5 separate regions of the Mus musculus genome follow, and regions 2, 3, 4 and 5 are each linked to region 1. A link is a contact called in public capture Hi-C and promoter capture Hi-C data. All regions are on one chromosome and are shown on one strand. Each heading gives the region's core, a stretch centred on a gene start, on an enhancer-like site or on the middle of the called end of the contact. The rest is flanking DNA. Distances are from core to core; before and after follow the strand shown. Region 1 holds the start of Pcsk4 (proprotein convertase subtilisin/kexin type 4). Region 2 holds the start of Zbtb7a (zinc finger and BTB domain containing 7a). Region 3 holds the start of Gzmm (granzyme M (lymphocyte met-ase 1)). Region 4 holds the start of Prss57 (protease, serine 57). Region 5 holds the start of Sppl2b (signal peptide peptidase like 2B).

The links. Promoter capture Hi-C pulls out the DNA fragments that hold promoters and counts their contacts. Capture Hi-C pulls out chosen DNA fragments and counts their contacts.
Region 2: a capture Hi-C map of macrophages shows a contact between it and region 1, with 3 times the contacts expected there. The contact joins the promoter of Zbtb7a here to the promoter of Pcsk4 in region 1. A contact is called at or near these places in 3 of 115 datasets of contacts at active chromatin or transcription factors (bone marrow-derived macrophages, microglia and pancreatic cancer cells) and 3 of 9 other capture datasets (liver, macrophages and pancreatic islet).
Region 3: a contact with region 1 is called in a promoter capture Hi-C map of pre-B cells, with 5 times the contacts expected there. The contact joins the promoter of Gzmm here to the promoter of Pcsk4 in region 1. A contact is called at or near these places in 2 of 39 promoter capture datasets (neutrophils and pre-B cells), 1 of 115 datasets of contacts at active chromatin or transcription factors (pancreatic cancer cells) and 1 of 9 other capture datasets (adipose tissue).
Region 4: a contact with region 1 is called in a promoter capture Hi-C map of pre-B cells, with 4 times the contacts expected there. The contact joins the promoter of Prss57 here to the promoter of Pcsk4 in region 1. A contact is called at or near these places in 4 of 39 promoter capture datasets (embryonic stem cells, hippocampal neurons, liver and 1 more), 1 of 115 datasets of contacts at active chromatin or transcription factors (pancreatic cancer cells) and 1 of 9 other capture datasets (liver).
Region 5: a promoter capture Hi-C map of pre-B cells shows a contact between it and region 1, with 4 times the contacts expected there. The contact joins the promoter of Sppl2b here to the promoter of Pcsk4 in region 1. A contact is called at or near these places in 3 of 39 promoter capture datasets (liver, neural stem cells and pre-B cells), 1 of 484 Hi-C or Micro-C datasets (B cells) and 2 of 115 datasets of contacts at active chromatin or transcription factors (embryonic stem cells and microglia).

Annotation. Positions count from the first base shown.
Region 1 is chr10:80,328,124-80,330,773 of GRCm38.p6, forward strand. It overlaps Pcsk4 (proprotein convertase subtilisin/kexin type 4), which reads right to left and starts at 1,350. Exons shown (of 15, transcript NM_008793.2): 1 at 1,148-1,350; 2 at 823-927. The coding sequence starts at 1,327. It overlaps Reep6 (receptor accessory protein 6), which reads left to right and starts at 2,022. Exons shown (of 5, transcript NM_001204931.1): 1 at 2,022-2,222. The coding sequence starts at 2,108. Gm51809 (a long non-coding RNA gene) reads right to left here. Exons shown (of 3, transcript XR_003949017.1): 3 at 2,336-2,369.
Region 2 is chr10:81,134,957-81,137,606 of GRCm38.p6, forward strand. It overlaps Zbtb7a (zinc finger and BTB domain containing 7a), which reads left to right and starts at 1,315. Exons shown (of 3, transcript NM_010731.3): 1 at 1,315-1,743.
Region 3 is chr10:79,687,670-79,690,319 of GRCm38.p6, forward strand. It overlaps Gzmm (granzyme M (lymphocyte met-ase 1)), which reads left to right and starts at 1,351. Exons shown (of 5, transcript NM_008504.3): 1 at 1,351-1,796. The coding sequence starts at 1,742. It overlaps Cdc34 (cell division cycle 34), which reads left to right. Exons shown (of 5, transcript NM_177613.2): 5 at 180-729. The coding sequence ends at 390.
Region 4 is chr10:79,787,630-79,790,279 of GRCm38.p6, forward strand. It overlaps Prss57 (protease, serine 57), which reads right to left and starts at 1,356. Exons shown (of 5, transcript NM_001042710.1): 1 at 1,214-1,356. The coding sequence starts at 1,313.
Region 5 is chr10:80,853,918-80,856,567 of GRCm38.p6, forward strand. It overlaps Sppl2b (signal peptide peptidase like 2B), which reads left to right and starts at 1,358. Exons shown (of 15, transcript NM_175195.3): 1 at 1,358-1,471. The coding sequence starts at 1,424. It overlaps Lsm7 (LSM7 homolog, U6 small nuclear RNA and mRNA degradation associated), which reads right to left and starts at 1,292. Exons shown (of 4, transcript NM_025349.2): 1 at 1,264-1,292; 2 at 701-791. The coding sequence starts at 1,269.

The DNA of each region.
Region 1 (2,650 bases), core at 100-2,599:
ATTTATCTTCATTCTCTTCCTTCAGAGGCTTGGCTTCTAAAGACACTGAGTCCCTGTGGTGGTTTGAATGAGAATGGCCCCTACCTTTTATACTTGGCTGGGTTCCCAGTAGGTGAACCTGTTTAAGAAGGTCTATCGCTATCACTGGGAGGTGGGTGGTGGGCTTGGAGGTTTCAGAAGCCCATGTCCTTTCCAGCTAGCTCTCCCTTCCCCTTGTGAACTATCAGCACCACCTTGACCCCTCCTGCTATGCTCCCTGACATACTGGCCATGGCCTCACCCTCTGAGTCCAATAAGCTCCAATAAAGTCTTCCTTCTGGAAGTTGCTTTGGTCATGGTATTTGTCATAGCAATAGCTAAGATAGGTCCCAGTGCAGGTGATCCCCTCTCTAACGTATCCTGTAACCCTCTATGGCTCATACCACACCTCCATGCCTGTTTTTTGACTGCCATCTAAGAGTTGTTCCCAGTGGCAGACTGGCCTAATGTGGACAGGACACCTACAGAAGCACCAAAAACTTGGGCTCTGCCCCTGGTTCTGCACACTCACCGACTCCAGCTCCCCTGTGTGCTGAAATGGACCGGTTCCCTTCCCTACATCCTGTGGCTTGCAGGGGGGGAAAGGACCAGTGCATGAGACCTTCCATTCAGGACAACAGGGCAAGGGTTTATCTGAGTCCCCCTGGATATTAAGTTGTGTTACATATGCGCCTAGCTCACACATGGCTTCCCCAACTAGGCCCCACTTCACACAGGCCACTCATAGCAGGAACGGTGACAGAAGGCTACTGGTTGGGACACAGCATCCACGAGCACTCTCACCTTGGGATCTTTCTTCAGTCGTAGACGATGGCCCCAGTGTGGAGTCAGGGACTGCTGGGCCACACCCCGGTGCCGCAGATGGAAATACTGGTCGTCAGGGAAGATCTGGGAATGCGACGGACAACAGGGGCATAGCTGGGACCCTGCTCCTTTGATAGGATCTCCACGACTTTATACACCTCAGCCAGGGGTCCATATGACAGCCACAGAATCCCAAATTGAACATGGAGGGGCACACAGATACATATTTGGGGAGGTCTTGGGGACACCCTCCCATTTGTCCAGATCTGAGGTTGTCCAGACCCACACCCCACGTCCCACCCACCTGTCCCAGGTTGACGAAGCCAAATTTACGGGCCAGGCGCTCAGCTTCCTGGTAACCTTTGGTCACCCGCACTGCCCAGCTGCTGACATAGATGGGGGCCTGGGCTGAGGCCCACCTCACAGCCAGGAGGGCCAAAGTCAAAGTCAGACCCAGCCACAGCTCTGTCTGGGAGGGCCGCATAGCGGGGGGCGGGGCGGGGGCGGGGCTTCAGGAAGCACTCCCAGCCTGGACACCATAGCAACGCGAAGCTGTCAACTCCCAAGGGGCCTTGCGCTTCCTTCCTCCCCCACCCCCTCCCCACCTGGGAGGGGTGGGAATATTCCACTAGGAGTGACACATTCATAGGGACCTAAGCCTTCGGGAACCTCACTTTCTCCACCTATACAAGGACAACCCCTCCATCTGCCCTTAGGAGCAGGTTCAAGGTAACAGGTGCCTTCAACCTTTATTTGGCCCCGCCCACTTTTCTCCACGCCCCCTCCTTCGTGATCAGCTTCGTTTTTCCAGTGTAGTCCCGCCTCCTTTCTGGTCTGTCCAATCAGCGCTGATCTTTACCAGGCTCCGCCCATCTGTTCCTCAACTAGCTCCACCCACGTCAATCGCTCTCCGTCAATAATCTACCGCTTGTCCAATCACTATCGTGCCACACCCTCTTGACCAATCAACACGCCATCACCCTGGGGCCCCGCCCCCTCGGGACTCCTCGCTGCCGCCCCGGCCCTCACCCTGGCCAGAGGGCCATGCGGCCGGGGAGACGGGGCAGGCCCCACCTCCTTTGTCCGCCCTGCCCTCCCATTGGCCAGAGCCGGGGGGCGGGGGCGGAGCCAGGGTCCGGGGCCGAAAGCACTGGGCCGGGGGCGGGGCCGGGCGGTGGGCGGGTGGTGAAAGTGCGCTCTCGGCGGCGCCGGTGCGCGAGGTTGCGGGCGTGCTTCAGTGGCCTGCCCCGCGCCCGCCGCTGCCATGGACGGTCTGCGCCAGCGCTTCGAACGTTTTCTGGAACAGAAGAACGTGGCCACCGAAGCGCTCGGGGCGCTCGAAGCAAGGACCGGTGTAGAGAAGCGGTATCTCGCCGCGGGTGAGCCTGGAGAGGGGTGCATGTCACTTGGTTCCCAACGGGCACCATGAGGTCCTGGGTCCCATCACTGGAAAGGACTCATGTCATGGGTTCTAGACGAGCTCCAGGAGGCCCTGGGAATGCAGGCTTGGCTCCCGGGTCCTATCCCTGTATAAGTTGCAGGACCCAAGTTCTGACTGGGCATCTTGAAGTTTGGGTGCCCTCACCCTGGAAGGAGTTTACATCTTAGGTTTTCTACGGGGTTTGGGAGGTCCTGAGAGTTCATTCCTAGCTGCAGCATCCCATCTCTAAGATGGACCCTTATACCAGGCATCGTGAGGTTCTGGGAACTCTGACCTGGAAGGTGTGCACATCCTAGGTTCCTGAGGGCCTCTACAAGGCCATAAGGACTCAGACCTAGAAGGAGTGCATATCTTGGGTCCCTGATG
Region 2 (2,650 bases), core at 65-2,564, 810 kb after region 1:
ACTTAAAGCTAAAGCAAGGATGGCCAGTCTCCATACGAAGGGGAACTGAAGGGGAAACTGAGGCCAGGCGCTGGTTCTAACTCCCCGCTCCGCCCCCTCCCCAGAGCCAGATCCACAGTCAGGTCGTCTGGTGGCTGTGGCGTGCTGGAACCCGAACCCAGCAGGCCTGGTGAACCGGGATGTCGCCTGTCCCCTCCTCTGCCTTCCCCTCCCTCTCCAGACCTCTCCCACGACCAGAGAGGAAGTGGGAGAGAAAAGGACAAGGGGGTGAAAAAAAAAGAAAGAAAGAAAGAAAGAAAACAGAAAACGCAGGGTTGGATTCGCACTTTCCTACTTCCCACCTCTGTCCTGCGGAGCTGTGCGGCGCCCCTGCGAGGGTCCGGGTCCACGCCCCACACCAGCCGGGCCAGCCAGCCGGCTGCGGGGAAAATTACAAGGCCTGGAAAACAACCGTCCTTCCCCGCCCCTCGCCAACCCCTTCCCCGCGCTACGCCCCTGGCACAGCCGGGTGGAGGCGACTGTTTTATGTAATCGCGGGGCGGCAGGTTTGCTGGCTGGCTGCACCGGTGAGGGCGGGACCCCCGAGCTCAGCTGACATTTCGCGGCCCTGCAAGTCTTCCCCTGGGGGGTCCCTGGTATGGCTTTGGTAATTTAAGGCGCAGATGGGGGCGGGGGTGGACGGAGACCCGACACTCTAAAGCAACCTAGCTGTACTTGCAAACTCTGGGTTCCTCGCAGTTTGAGTAAACTGAGGTTTATGTGGGGGTTAGGGGACCTGGAGCTCAAATGCAGACTCTGATCTTTTTTCTTCCTTTCCTGGGTTCTTTGCACTACTTGGGTAAACTGAGGCCAAGGATGACAGGAGCGCCGATGCAACCTCGCCGACCTTGCAACAGACCTTTTCTTCTCCTTTCGATTCCTTGCATTATTTGGGGAAACTGAGGCTCAGAGAAGGGAGATGCGGTACCATGGCAGCGCCCTGGTGGCCTTGGAGAGAGGTGTGAGGCAAGGGACCGTCACTTCCTCGCCTTCATCTCAGCTCCTTGGGCCAGAGGGCCCCTTACGCCCCGGCACCCAGTCCTCCGGGTGCGCACCGCACTCCCGCCCCCATTGCCAACCCGGTCCCGCCCCGCCCCGGGCTTCGGGGGCACAGCCCGCGCCCCCTGAACCCCGCCCTGCGCGCACAGGCCGGGGCTGTTTATCTGCGGCCCCCACCCCCTGAACCCGAGGGGCCCCTCTTGCCCGCCCCCAGCACCCTGGGGTGCTCCGGGCCGTAGATAAGCCAGCAGGCTGGCACGGCGCCGCGCACGGGGCGGAGAGGTCACGGGCTTGCCAGGGGAGGGGCCGATGGGTCGGGGCTGCGCCCCCCGCCCGCCCGGCACCCCCAAATCCCTAATCGCAGCCCGATCTGCTCTCGCGGCGCAGCCCCGCGGGACGTGGCAAGAGCCGACCTGCAGAGCCTGTTCTGGCCGCGGTGGCCGGGGGGGCGGGCTGGGCGTGGGGGTGCCGGCGCTGCGGCACCTTTAAGACGAGGGAGGACCCCTCTTGCCCTCGGACAAACCAGGAAGGGAGTCGCGAGCATCATACGGGGCTTTGCGTACTGTACGGCTACTGTAGGGGCAGTGACGCCGCCGCCCGCCCGAGCGAGGTCCGCGCCGCGGGCTGCCCCGATCGCGCGTCCTCCGGGCTCGGGTCCCCGCGAGGTAAGCTGCCCGGGCTGAAGGGGACTCCTCTCCCGGAGAGGTGGGTTTTGTTTTTCTTTTTTTTTTCCTTTCTTTCCTTTTTAATTTCCTTGCAGGGTGGGGACGCGGCCGGGGGCGCAGTGCGCACCCCGAGAGCCCGTACGGAGCGGAACGGACTGGATGGGGGATCTGGGGCGCCTCCGTAGCTCAGGGGTTCTGGAGACCAAGATTGCCCGGCCAGAGCCGAAGAGGAGTCGGGAGGCGGGGGGGCTCCGCCCGGGTCCCTCCGGGGCGAAGGGCACAAGCCCGCTCCCGATCCCTCCTCCCTACTCGGGCGGCACGGCCTCAGGGTTCCCGGCGCGCGGCCCGCGGGGGAGGGGAGCCGGGCCTCACCGAAGGCGAAGGTGGGGGCTGAGGGGTGCGTCGCGTGCTAAGTTTGCAATAGGGCCCGGGGCGCGCCGCTCCCCTTTCCGAGTGGTAGTGGGCAAGCGGGGGGCGGGGAAGGCCTATCCGGGATTGCGCGCAGACGTTGGAGTTGGCCAGGATGGAGCGCCTTGGCGGAGGGGGGGAGGGGGCTGACAAAACAGGGAGGGGGGCTTTGCAAAAAAAAAAAAAAAAAAAAAAAAAAAAAAAAAAAAAGGCCCGAGAGAGGCGGAGGGAAGGGGTGAGGGGTGGAGTGTCTGGGAGGCGGGCGCGTCGTCGCGGTTCTCCTGGGCTCTGTAGTTCTTTCGCTTATCTTCAGTGCTTGTTGTTTTGGAAGGTGGCCTTGGAGAATAAACTACAAATCCCAGAGTGCCTCGCGATAGCGGCGGGTCAGGGAGGGGCGTTGCGGAGGAGGGGCGGTGAGTGGCAGACCTGAGGGCCAATGGATACTAGAAATCGTCCGGCGCGGCGCTGCATGGGGGTGGAGCCTGCGTTTGGGCGGGGCCTGCGTGCAGGGGCGGGGTTTATGCAGAAGAGGCGGAGCT
Region 3 (2,650 bases), core at 101-2,600, 640 kb before region 1:
AGTACTAAGTGACAAACCTGTTTCCCACAGCCAGCTGTGGTTACCTTCCTGCTGGGAACTGGCCACTCCTTGTCCCCACGCCCTTTATTCCCTCCCACCTGCTCCCTGCCCTCCATTCAGTGTCTATTCTTGGAATCCCATTGTCCTGGGCCTTGGCCTCACCTGCCCTGTCTCCCCAGGAAGCAGGTCCTGGGGACCAAGGTGGACGCGGAGCGCGATGGTGTGAAGGTGCCCACTACGCTGGCCGAGTACTGCGTGAAGACCAAGGCGCCGGCGCCCGACGAGGGCTCGGACCTCTTCTACGACGACTACTATGAGGACGGCGAAGTGGAGGAGGCCGACAGCTGCTTTGGGGATGAAGAGGATGACTCTGGCACCGAAGAGTCCTGACCCACGTCCCTGAAATAAACTTACAAATTTTACCTCAGCAGGACCCGTGTGGGCCTCAGGCGACAGACTACCTCACCGAGGTTCCATGTGGGCTCCCATCCCATGATCCTTAGGTCCTCTTACCCCGTATTCCCCATGGGTTTTCCTCGGCTTTGGAGAAGAGCTGTGGTGCAGGGCAAACACCCCACTCAGCTTTCAGATGATGACAAGCCTGGGAGGCTGGGGACCGACTGCCTGGTGGGGAGCCAGAGACTCCAGCCCAGCCCAAGGAAGGCCAGCACCACAGTCTCCTCTCTGCTTTTGGTGTGTGTGAAATAAAATAAAATAGCTTTCTGAGAAGCTGAGAGAATCACCTAGGACGCCGGTGGCACTCGGTACTGAGGGCCACCTGGGTAGCCCGGCCAAGGCCGTGGGATGGGCAGGAAGAGATAGTGACTGTTAAGGCTCAGGATTGTACAGGGGCCCCAGGCCCAGAAGCAACTTGCTGCCTGCAGATCCCACCTTCCTGCATCTGGCACTGTGGCTGTCTGTGTCCGCCTCCATCCTGCAGTCAGAAGGCCTGGGTCCTGAGGCGTGCAGAGGACTAGTATCCCAGCAGTCCTTGTGTCCTGGGCACTTCTTCAGCCCTGGGAACTCCAGTGCCTGCCTGAGGAGTCCCTGTGGCAGGCAGCCTGGTGACTCCCCACAGGAAGGACAGGCTGAGTGATGCTCTGACCACATCATGCTGTGCAGGGTGGCTACAGTGACCCAGTGCTGAAATAGCATTGGGTGCCATGTAAAGAAAGGAAAAGAAAGTGTCACTTTCATTGCGTGGGCCTGTTAACTCTCCAGAGTTCCAGTCTCCAGAACAAAGCTGTACTCTACTGAATAGCACTTCATGGAACCTGTGCTGCTTATAACTGATGAGAGAAGGACAAGTTGTTGGAAAGGCGTTAGTTCAGGCCTTCCTCTACCCGTATAATTTGCAGCCAGCCTTATGTACAAAGTTGCAGGGCCAGCAGTAAGGCTCAGTGGGTAGAGGCCTGCCACCAAGCCTAGCACAGGACCTACACGGCTCAAGGAGAGAACTGACCCTGTGAGTCATCCTCTGTGGGGGTTGAGGTCCATTGAGACAGACCCAGTGTTTACCTGGTGCTAATCACCAGAATGAGCATCACTGGGCTATAGTTGCTGCCCCCCAGGCAGGGGGCAGCTTTGACAGCAGAATTGCTTTCTAAAACCACACAGCAGGGTGTGAAGTAGGAGGAGTTGACACTTGTGCAAGGTGGGTGGTACTGGGAAGGCCACCTGTCCCCACAGGAAGAGAGAGTGGGGAACCCTTTCCCCCAGGGACCACTGATCCTGTGCCAGGATGGAGGTCTGCTGGTCCCTGCTGCTACTGCTGGCCCTGAAAACACTGTGGGCAGGTGAGCATTCGGGGGAAACTGAGGCCCAGAGCCGGGTATCCAGAGGGCTGTGGATGGGAGGCATTACGTACAGGGAAACTAGCAGATGATTCAGAACCCTGAGTAAAAACAGCGTAGAGCCGGGCGCGGTGGCGCGCGTCTTTAATCCCAGCACTTGGGAGGCAGAGGCAGGCGGATTTCTGAGTTCGAGGCCAGCCTGGTCTACAAAGTGAGTTCCAGGACCCCCAGAGCTATACAGAGAAACCCTGTCTCAAAAAAAAAAAGAAAGAAAACCACGTAGCCTGGTGACAGGCCTCTGAGCTCAGTATTTGAGGGGTCTGAGGCAGGAGGATTGCCATGAGTTCAGTTAGAGTGAGACCTATCAGAGGAAACAAAATGGGGTTAAGGATATAGCTTAAGTTGGGGCATATGCCTGGTGTACAGAAAACCTGGGCTCCATACTCCATTCCACCAGGCATGGTAGAGCACACCTGTCATCCTAGCACTGGAGGTGGAAGACCAGGAATTCAAACCCTTGCTCAAACCCTTGCTCTCCAGTGAGTTTGAGGCCATCTGTGCTACAGAGCCTCCTGAGCACTGACATTAGAGGTGTGTGGCTACCACACATGACTTTCTTTTTGTAAAGGTATTGCCATGTAGCCCTGGCTGGCCTGGAATTTATAAGTAAATACCCGCTTCTTGAGTTTGGTCAATGAGAGGCTGTGCTACCATCCTGAGGTACAGATGGCCTACAACTCACTGTAGAGCTGTGTCTCATGCCTGTAACCCCAGCTCTAGGGGACGAGCCAAGCCACAGGGTCCCTGAGGCTCTGGGAATGTGCTGAATCAGTGAAGCCTCAATTAAGGTATAGGGC
Region 4 (2,650 bases), core at 106-2,605, 540 kb before region 1:
GAGGGAGGCATCCAGGAAGCAAAGGCAGGAGGATCTCTGTGGGTTCAGAGTCAGCCTGGTCTACATGGAGAGTTACAGGCCAGCCAGGGCTACATGATGAGACCTCGCCTAAGAGTGAGTGTGTGTGTGTGTGTGAGAGAGAGAGAGACAGACAGACAGACAGACAGAGACAGAGACAGAGACAGAGACAGAGACAGAGACAGAGACAGAGACAGAGACAGAGATGAGACAGACAGACAAAGCCAGTCCCAGGCACCCTCAGCACCACATAAGCATGGTGTAGCAGTGCAGGCCTGCTGTTTCAGAACTCTGGAAGTGGAGGCAGGAGGATCAGGAATTCAAGGTGATTCCCTTTTCAGCTGCCCAGCTATTTCAAGGTGCCTGGACCACGAGAAACCCACTTTACTTAAGAGAAATAGAGGGGACCAAGTGGTGGGGCACACCTTTAATCCCAGTGCTTGGGAGGCAAAGGCAGGCAGATTTCTGAGTTCGAGACCAGCCTGGTCTACAAAGTGAGTTCCAGTACAGCCAGGGCTACACAGAGAAACCCTGTCTTGAAAGCAAACAGATAGACAGACATGGATGGATGGATGGATGGATGGATGGATAGATAGATAGATAGATAGATAATTAAAGACTGAGGCTAGGAGACCTTTTGGGCCTGTGATAGGTTCAGCAGGCAAAGGCACATGCTACCAAGCTTGACAATCTGAGTTTAATCCCAGGAACCCCTATGGTAGAAGGACAGAATCGACCCCTGCAAGTTTTCCACTGGTTGTGACAAGCACTATCTACATGTACTCTCTCAAAATAAATAAATGTAATTTTTAAAAAATAGGAGGCTTGGAGAAATGGCTCGTTATTTAAAACCCCTGGCTGGTCTTACTGAGGACTTAGATTCTAATGCCAGCATCTACATGATTGTTGGAACCGACTGTAAATTCCAGGGGATCTGATGCCACCTTCTGGTTCCTCCAGGTACTGCAGGCATGCAAACATACAGGCAAAACACTAATACACACAAAAATAAAAACAAAACAAAACAAAAGCTAGGAAGCCCAGTCTCCACGATCTTGTACCTGAGGTGGCTGAAGTCCCTACTGGCTGCCCCACCCCCACCCCATAGCCTCCTGCCTGAGCAAGAGTACACGTGCATCCTGTGTGGGAGCCTGGTCACCTTGGGTAGGGTCTAATGGCCATTTGGAGTTCTCACCAGGGAGCCACATGAGCTGGGTCAGGGCAGCTGCTGTAGTCAGCACCAGACAGTGCCAGCCTCCTCTTGTCCCAGGCACCATAGCTGTAGAGGATGGCATCTTTCTGGTGAGGTCTGCAGGTGCAGGAGGCACCCAACGGTTCAGTCCAGAAAGTTGTTCCGGGTCTGTGGTCTGTGGTCAGAAGGTGGAGCAGGCACTTCTGGAAATCAGGGGAGGCCACGTTACTGTTTCTTGTCTCCAACTGTGCTGCTCATGAAAACCCAGAAGTTTAGAAACAAGATTGGTTTGTGAGCTCAAACTCCCCTTGTACCTTCCTACTAGATTATCTGGCCACTGAACGCATTCAGACCTTCTCAGGGGACAGTCATCCTGGAAGCACCAACTCTGCTTATCTGTCTGTCCCCAGCCAGGTAGCCCAGGAGCAAGCACCTTGACCCTTGACCTCAGTTTCCCCATCATGAACCTGAGGTCAGTGAGGACCATAAAGCTAGTTCTTTGGGGAGGGCTCTGAGTTGGGCTGACTTTATTGCTTTTACTGAGGTCCTACTGTATACCATACTTCCTTGGAAGAACTGGGGACATAGCAGAGAGTGACCCTAAGGTCTGGAGTCCAGAGACCACCCATCAGGATATGTGCTGGGCTTGGGTTTCCTCGTGGTGGGGACCTTTGGGAGAGAAAGTTCAGTTATCTGGCCTCTAATTCAATACGCTCTTGAACTAGCTATCCAGCTGAGAATAGCCCTGAACGCCTGCCTGCCTCTCCCTCCTCTATCCTCCAAGTGCTAAGGCCACAGGTGTTGTCTACCATGGACCCACGTAAGGTGGGAACATAAGCTTCCCCTAGGTTGTGAGATGGAGCCCAGAGCACACACTGGCTGGGCTTGTACTGGTCCATGCTTGTTAGCAGATGCTGCAGCTTTAATTAAGTCTGCTACAGGCTATGCCCTAGTTGGCCTGTAGGACCCACCCCAGGGCTGATGCAAATGGTAGGTACCTAAGAGCAGAGAGGGGCTTGGGTGAACTCAGGGTGCACAGTGGTCCCAGACAGCTCAGGAAGGGGAGAGGGCTCAGGGTCAGCAAGGGCATCCTGCAGGAGAAGGCACTGTTGTCTTAGCAACAACCTCCCAAAAGGGTCACTCCATCCCCCACTGAGGATGCAGGGGGAAGCTCTGCACCATTGGCCTTTGAGGGAGCCAGGGCTCAGGAAGGTAGTAGTGACCAGACACAGAGCAGGAGGGGAAGGAGGGAGAGACCCCAGAGAGCCAGGGCCAGAGGAACATAAGAGAGTAACAGAAACAGGTGAAGGTGGAATGAGACAGAGAGGGAGGGGAAGACAAAGACAGAGATAAGGACAGAAAGAAAGCCAAGCCTGAAGAGGATGCATACCTTTAACTCCAGCTCTCTGGAGACACTGGCAGATGGGTCTCTGAGATTAA
Region 5 (2,650 bases), core at 108-2,607, 530 kb after region 1:
CCACCACAGAACTCATGAGTAAGTAAGTGTGGTGGCCTAGTCACTGTGACTCCAACCCTCTTCTTTCCAGTATGGAAGGTGCTATATAGTGTCCATAAAACTTTATTGTCACCCATCCATGCAATCTGAAACAGTCTCCCCCCCCCCCCCCAGGGTCTCATGTGCCCAAGCTGGTCTCAGACTCACTAGGCAGCCTGATCCTCCTGTCTTACCCCTAGTGTTGGAATGCCAGGCTTATACAACCACGCCAGGTTTACACGGGGTTGGGAATAGAACTCAGGGCTTTATGCATGCTAAACCAGCAATCTACCCACAGACATACAGCCCCACCCATGGTTGATTCTTGGAGACAGATCTTGCTACATAACTTAAACTGGCCTGGAACTTTCAATCCTTTCATTGGGAAACCTTCCAGGTTCCTGCTGTGTCCAGGTGCTTAAGAACAGGGCTTCCTATCACCTCCTTCCACCTCCTCGTGGGTCCTGGCCCCTTCCTTCAGGATCCATCCATACTGGTCTGGGTGCTAATCTCACTTGACTCCTTTCCTGGGGCTCTGTTTCCCCACCCACAATAGGGGCATACCTTTCAATGGTACACAATAGCCCAAGCCATTATTGGAACGCCTGTACTAGGTGGCTTCCCTTGCTTGCTGTGACCTCAGCCAAGCTCTGTGTCAGGGAGCCCTGCGGTAGGCACTCACCTTCCCGGCCACCCTGGAACTTCACCCGAATGGTCTTATCGATGTACTTGGAGAGGTCCAAGATGCTTTCTTTCTTCTTTTTCTCTTTGTCCTGCTGGGAGGTGGGGCGCTGAGGAGAGAGGTCCAGCCTCCCCATATCCCTGTAGCCTGGGCATGGCACCCAGGGACTCCTTTCCAACTCAGGCTCCCAGAACCCTGGGTGCATCCTCACCTCCAGTGTCTGCCTAATTGAATGCTATGCCCGAGTCTGCATTTCTGTCTGCATGCCCACGTCCTCATCTGCATCCCTGGATACCCCATCTGCACTGTTTCCTGTACGCACCCCTGTCTGCCTGGTCTGCAACCCCCACGTTCCGCGTCTGCATCCTCATGTCGGTCGTCTGTTTTTCATGTCACCTGGTCTGTACCCATGGCTTCCGTCTGCAGTCCCACGTGGCTCCCATCCTTCAGCACCCTGTCTCCCTACTCTAGGGCGTCCGTCACTCTCCTTTCAGTCTTTCTGCTCTCGCTTCCACAGACCCTCGATCCCGCGGCCCTGCTTTCCACGATCTAGACATGCTCACCGCCATCTTGTCGCCTCACGTCGCTCTGCGCAGGCGCCGCCCCGCCCTTTTCTAACGCGGAGGCCTTTGCGCACGCGCAGCCTCGGCGCAAGCACGTTGCGGCGTCCCGAAGGCGTTGCCAGGAAACCTTCCGCCTAGAGCTGCGGGGGGACCGGCGGACATGGCCGCGGCGCGGCTGGCCGCAGCTTTGCTGCTACTCGCGGCCCAGGTGAGCGCCACGGCCGATCGGCCCGGCCCCCCAACTCCTGACCGTGCCCTTGACCTTGCGGTCCACTCGCTCATTGCCACCGCAGACTTCTGGCGGGGCTTAGCCCGCCCTGCGCCCCGGGGCCCCAACCGCCGCCGCCGCTGTTCCTGCCAGCCTCAGTTTCCCCTTTTGCAGAATGGGGCGAGTTCCCGCGCTCCATCCCCGGGGCGTCCAGCGCGGCCCCCGAGGTGCATGCAGCCCGGCACCCCGGCTTCTGTTCTGTGACCTTGGGCGGAAGGGGGTCCCCACCTCAGGGTCGGTGCAGAACGCTGGGGACGAGCTTCTGCTGGGACGCCTCAGGTGTGCGCGGGGTGCGCCCTGGCAGGAGGCTGGCTTCTGGTGTGCTTTGCTTTCTGAGAGAGGTGGCATGCTGGTCTCGAACTCGGCGTAGTCCAGGCTAGCCTTGAACTCACTATGTAACCCATGTTGGCTTCACACTCACTCTGCAGTCCAGGCTGCCCTCCAACTTGCTCCGCAGCTCAGGCTGGCCTCCAGCTCGCTCTGCAGTCCAGGCTGGGCTCTGACTTCCCATGTTGCCCTGGCTGTCCCTGTGCACCCGGTGAGGCTTGGCTAACCTGGAACTCAAAGCAAAACACCGGCCTAGTTATCTCACGCGCCGCATCGCAACTCCTGGCTTAGTAGAGTCCTTTCTTGTTTTGTCTTTGTGGCTCCAGCCTTCAGTCCCAGATCCTGGAGTGTTGCATCCTTGGGTCTTGGGCCGGTTTGAAGGGTGGCCAGTGCGTCCTGCTACTGTGTACGCTCTTGTCTTGTGAAACAAGAGCCCAGGTCATTTTTAAAAATACTTTTTCTTTTCCTTTTTGAGATTACAGACTTTTGTGACAGGGTCTCCCTGTATGGCCCAGGCTGGCGGTGGGCTTGCAGCTCTGCCTCAGCCTCCCCGGTGCTGCCACAACTGGCTGGCATGTGCCTCCTTGATTGGCTAAGCTTTAAGGCATTCCTCACACATGTGGTTCCTGGGCTCTCCACCATGTGGCCAACATCTCTCTTTGGCTGCTTTTATCCCCACATCCTGTTCTTGGCTGAGCATGAGCTTTTGAAAGTGTGTCAGGGCTTGCTGCATCTGGCCAGTGGGCCAGGGCTCTACATCATATTTAGCAGGCCACTGTCCTCTGGAAACTG